Regions from separate parts of the Pan troglodytes genome. Here region 1 is linked to region 2. A link is a contact called in public Hi-C data. All regions are on one chromosome and are shown on one strand. The core of a region is the stretch at or near the end of the contact, and the rest is flanking DNA. Distances in the headings are between cores, read along the strand shown. Region 1 overlaps LOC129138238 (a long non-coding RNA gene). Region 2 holds the start of RRBP1 (ribosome binding protein 1).

The links. A called contact is a pair of places that touch in the nucleus more often than the background predicts.
Region 1: a contact with region 2 is called in a Hi-C map of a lymphoblastoid cell line, with 2.4 times the contacts expected there. The contact joins the enhancer-like site here to the promoter of RRBP1 in region 2. A contact is called at or near these places in 4 of 7 Hi-C or Micro-C datasets (induced pluripotent stem cells, a lymphoblastoid cell line and stem cell-derived neural progenitor cells) and 1 of 1 datasets of contacts at active chromatin or transcription factors (stem cell-derived excitatory neurons).

The regions. Positions count from the first base shown.
Region 1 is chr21:24,412,788-24,415,487 of NHGRI_mPanTro3-v2.0_pri, reverse strand. It overlaps LOC129138238 (a long non-coding RNA gene), which reads left to right. Exons shown (of 2, transcript XR_008541383.2): 2 at 2,503-2,700. Among named protein-coding and RNA genes, the nearest start is that of SNX5, 72 kb to the left of the region's middle. Within about 2 kb of position 1,272, at least 8 of the 24 cell types and tissues checked have an H3K27ac peak or open chromatin away from gene starts, as enhancers often do. A contact at or near this core is called in a lymphoblastoid cell line and stem cell-derived neural progenitor cells, where this site is marked.
Region 2 is chr21:24,198,740-24,201,439 of NHGRI_mPanTro3-v2.0_pri, reverse strand. RRBP1 (ribosome binding protein 1) reads left to right here and starts at 1,314. Exons shown (of 26, transcript XM_063803129.1): 1 at 1,314-1,452.

The sequences.
Region 1 (2,700 bases), core at 23-2,522, 210 kb before region 2:
TAATCAGCAGTTGAAATGTGGCTAGTGAGACTGAGGAACTGAATTTCAGATTTTACTTAATTCTAATTAATTAATTAATTAACTGATTAATTTTTAGAGACAGAGCTCAGCTTGGTTGCCCAGGCTGGAGTGCAGTGGCGTGCCATAGCTCACTGCAGCCTCAAAGTCCCAGTCAAGCTAGGACTATAGGCAAGCATCACCACGCCCAGCTAATTTTAAAATTATTTTTTCTAGGGATGGATCTCACTGTGTTGCCTAGGCTGGTCTTGAACACATGGCCTCAGGCAATTCTCTGCTTTGATTTGCCAAAGTGCTGGGATAACAGGCATGAGCCATCATGCCCAGCCTTATTAAATTTAAACAGCTACATGTGGTCACTCTATGGAGCAGCATAGCTTTATAATAATTTTTTTAAATTAATTAGTTTAAATAATTGACACATTATCATTGTACATAGGTATGGGGTGCAGTTTGATATTTTAATACATATATTGTATAATGGTCAAATTAGGGTAGTTAGCATATCAATCACCTTATGCATTTATCATTCCCTTGTGGTGAGAACATTCAAAAGCCTCTCTTCTAGCTATTTTGTAATATACAATATCTTACTGTTAACCATAGCCACCCTACTGTGTAACAGAACCCCAGAATTTATGCCTCCCATCTAATTGTAATTTGTACCTGTCGACCGACCTCTCCCCATCCTCCCCTCTCCCCTGCCCTTCCCAGGCTCTGGTAACCACTGTTGGACTCTCTGACTCTTCTTCTATGAGATCAATTTTTTTTTTTTTTTTTAGATTCCACATATGAGTGAGATCATGCAGTATTTGTCTCTCTGTGTCTGGCTTATTTCACTTAATATGATGTCCTCCAAGTTCATCCATGTTGTTGAAAATGACAGGATTTCATTTTTTTATGGCTGGTACAATTATTTTTGTTTCTATTATTTCAGCAAAGGAGAATCAGGAGAGAAAATATCAGAACAGAGTACAGCCAGTCAGTCTCCTTACCAGTGTCAGGGCAGATTAGTGTAAGACTGTGGAGTTCTAGAGATTTGTGGGTCAATTCTGGCCTTGCCACTTAATAGCTGCTGTGACGTTAGGTAAGTGAGTTCATCTCTGAGCCTCAGTTTCTTCATCTGTAGATTGGGGATTGTAATGGCAACCTCAGAAGACTACTGTGAGGACTGAGTGAAGTACTGTGTACATCACTCAGGGTATGGGAGCATTGACTTACATAGTGAGGGCTCAGCAAAAGTCCCTCTGCCCCTGCTGGTGGTGATGGTGGCAGTGACAGCGGATTTATTATTCACCAAACTAGTCTTCCTGCTCACTGTCTCTACAGGGGCTAAATCGGGGGAGGACACAGTCCAAGGTCAAGAGCATCAAGCAAAGAATTAGTCAGCAGTCAGCCTAGGAGTCAGGCTGTTGTGTCAGCTGCATTAACCCAGAGGTCAGAAGCAAAGGGACTTACAGAAAAATTCTAAGAACAGAACAAAGGGATTTTTTTTTTAAACTCTTCATCAAGATTCCCCAAATATTAACATTTTTGCCACATTTGCCTTACTGTTTTCTCTGTCTGTGTGTACAAATATATATATTTTTCTGAATCATAAGAGTAAATTGCAGATGTGATGCCCTCTATCTCCCAAAGCTTCAGTGTATAATTCCTAAAAAGTAAAGGACATTCTGCTACACAGCCACAGTGCAGTGACTAAGTCAGGAAACGAACACTGATTCAATACAATTAGCTAATCTACAGACGGTATTCAGATTTAGATGTCACCAACTGTCCCAGTAATGTCCTTTATAGCAACACAATATCCCAGATCACGTGCTGCAGTTGGTTGCCCTGTCTCTAATCTCCTCCAATCGGCGGCAGTTCCTTGGGCTTTCTTTGTCTTTCCTGACCTTGACATTTTTGAAGAGTCCACGCAGTTTTCTTGTAGAATGTCCCTCAGTTTGGGTCTGCCTGATGTTTCCTCATGATAAGCCTCAGGTTGTGTATTTTTGGCAAGAATACTGGGAAAATGATGCTGTGTTCTCAGTGCATCAGATCAGCGGGGACATGAGGTCCCTTTCTTAGTTTGGGAGAATACATTCTGATGAAAAATATTCCCAGTGAGAAGGAAAATCGAGAGGATCTCAGGAGGCTGGTGTGGTTTGCACAAGCAACTGTGCTTCGCTCACATTTTCAAAGGACAGAAGCAAAGGGTGGAAGGCAGAGAATTCCACTCAGAGAGCGAGAGAACGGAGAGAAGAGCGGCTGAAAAGCTGGCTCCAGAAACGAGCTGAGGCCCTGAAAAATGCTGAAGGCAACCAAATAGGCTTCTAAATTGCTTACTTAAAAAACACTCATTCGTTTTCCTGACTATAAAAAATAGAATGTGGTCATTGTGGAAAATACAAACGTATAAAGAAGGAAACAGTAACTCCCTGCATCCTACACCCAGCTGTAGCCACGGCTAATATTTTGGGTATTTTCCCTCCCCACCTCCAGGAAAGGTTTTTAAAGCTGCGCTTGGAGCATGAAACAAAATGAGAAAGACTTCAGCTTCTCGGCGTGGGGAAGGTGATGTCATGCCAGCGGGGGCGGCGGAAAGGGCTGCCTGTGCTTCCCCTTCACTCTCGGGACGCGGCTGTGGGCTGGGCAGGAGGGAGCCAAGTCTGGGGTGCACTGGGGAGCCCAGAACCACTG
Region 2 (2,700 bases), core at 65-2,564:
TTTCACATCTTTCTAACAACAGCTAGTACAGTACTAGTGACAAATGGGGACAGGGAAGATTGAAAATTGTCCAAGAAATAGATGTTAGGCACGGGATTCTGCAGCAACGGGAGCTAGGGAAGTGATGTGGGGCAGTCTAGGCAGCCTTTGGTTGCTCAGAATCCAAAATTCCAAAGAAGCTGGCTTTGGCTCAAGTTCAAAGGGTTGGCTTTAAGAGACGCTGACATAATGGTTAAAAATCAAGCCTAAAATTATTTTAATTTAAAGACTTGACTAATTATGAAGACTGAGTGTCGGCTGACATTGGGGAGAAAGTCAGGGAATGAGGAAGTACCAGTTGCTCCGTTTTGTGGGACACGGATGAGTTTTCTTAGGTTAGAACCTCTCACCTTCCCCAACGCATGGAATAAAACGCCACAGAGTGGATTGTAATTATTGCTCTGCCGGCTGTGATTTGGTTGAGTATCTTAAATAGACCGTGCCTCAGTTGTACCCTCCCTAACAACGAGGGCGATGACATCCGCTTCAATTCCTCGTGCACTTTCTGGCTCTTTCACCCCAATTCCTCCATTTACTCAAGGAAATTCCTTCTGGTGCTGATTGCAATCTCTTTGATGATAAGAACTTGCTCTCCCTGGGCTGACCCCCAGCAGAGCTTGTCCTCATACCCGGCGGCCCGAGGGGGCGCTGCTTCGGGGGAAGTTAGTTGGGTTTAAATAAAGCAGCTTCCTTGGCTGTTCGCGGTTGCGCAACCCTGTTCAGCCACCGCCATGTCAGCCCAGCGGTATCCAGAGGCGCAGGCCCGGGGCCGCCGGGACCCGAACCTTCTGCTTCCCGCCTAGGCAGAGCCGGATCCTAGTCAGAGACTGCTGGGAGAGCCGCGGGCCCAGAGTGGGCGGAGCTGGCCGGAGACCCCCCCCTCGGTGGGCGGGGCGTTCCTGCTCCGCTCCGCCCCGCGCACGGCCGAGCGCCGCGCCGCTCGGCCCCGCCTCTCCCGGCCCTGCCCCCTTCACCTCCCCGCAGCTCCTCCCCTCTCCCATTGGCCGAGGTGGAGACCCTCCTCTCTGCCCAATGGCCGCCGCCGCGGCTCGGCCACCCGCGTCCTGACTGGCCAGCGACCGGCAGAGTGGCGGGGTGCGGACCAATGGAAAGAGGCGGCTCGATGAATGGCTGGCCCGGGTGGGGAAGGCAGGAGGCGGCGATCCCGGCGGAGGGGGCCGTTCGCCAGCTCTGAGGCAGAAAGTGCCACGACTCCACACGCGCGCACGCAGCCAGCAAGCGGCCGGAGCGGACGGCAGACGGGGCGGGCGGCGTCAGGGTCGCAGCGTCTACAGCTGCTCGGGGGCGGTTTCTTGGCGGAGGCTTGGCCGGCTCCTCTCTCCCGGCTCCGCGGCGGCTGCGAAGGCGGCGGCTCCTGCCCTCTCGCTTTCCCTCTCGCGTCTCTGGCTGCAGGTAAGAAACTTGGCCGGGCCCTGCAGCGGCCGCGCGCGGGCTGGGCCGTCGGGGGGCCGGGGCCGGCCGCGCTGCGCCGCGAGTGACACGTCTCCTCGGCGGCCCCTCCCCCGGCCCGCCCGCCGCCCGCCGCCCGCCGCCGCGGCCGTGCACCATCGGGGTCGGGGTCGGACTCGGGGCGGGGGTGCCGGGCAAGCGCCGTACCGGGGCGTAGGCAGGGCGCGCCCCGTGGTGTGGACCCCGCGGCCCTCGCCGTCGGGGGAGCTGCGGCGGCAGGCGGGCGCGACGTGGCGACCGCTCCCTGCCTCCCTCCCTCCCGGCAGGGCCGTCGGGCCGGCCAGCGCGCTCCGAAGTTGGGCGAAGAAAGTTGGCGGCGGGGCGGGGCGGCGCACAGCTGGCGGAGGAAGGGGTTAAGTTTCGGGAAGCCGCCGGATGACGTTGCCGGGCTGGAGTCCGGGCCGGAGGGGTGGGGGTGCGGGCGGAAGGCGGCGGAGGCCGGCCGAGGGGAGGAGGGCGGGATTGAATGGGGGCCCACGGGCCGAGCGCGCCGGTCCTGGGCCGCGGCCCGCTGGCGCTTCGCGGGGCTGGGACGGTCCCCGACGGGGTGGGCCGGGGTCGCAGGGCTCGCGGCGCAGGGACCGGGTCTGTCCATGGTACGGACGCCGGGCGGCCGCGGTGGCAACTTCCCGGAGTGCGGGAGGCGGCTCCCTGCTCCCCCTGGCGGCGGGGCCGGGGCCACCGTTTCCCCGGCTGGGCTGCGCGGAGCCTAGCTCGAGGGCTCCCGGCGGGGGGACGAGGGCGCCCGGGGCCCGCCCCGCCCGCGGCCACGATGAATGGGCCGGCGGTGCCAGCCCCGGGCGGAAGCGGACACCTCCGGGCCGGCCAAGCGCTCTGGCACCCGGCCTGGTGCCCGCCCCGGCCCGGCCGGCTCTCCCGCTGCGCCCTGATTAGGGGAGGCAGGCCGGGGTCTGCGCTTCCAGTAGGGCGCCCGCAATGCTTCAGGGACCCCTCTCCGAATGATAAGTCGCGAGTTTTAGCTCTAGAGTGTCCCGGCTGGCGAGGGTGACCCCGACCAAGTTGTTTCGTTCGGGGTCTCCATTTCCTGGTCTGCAAATCGGGGCTCCTGTTAGCTTCGATTTGCGAGGAAAGCTGTGGAGACCCAGCACTTGTAGGAAGGAGCCACAAGTGTTGGCTGTTCAGTTGGGATGCTTTTGTTGGGGGGTGCTGGACACGGGAGGAAGGTGGGGC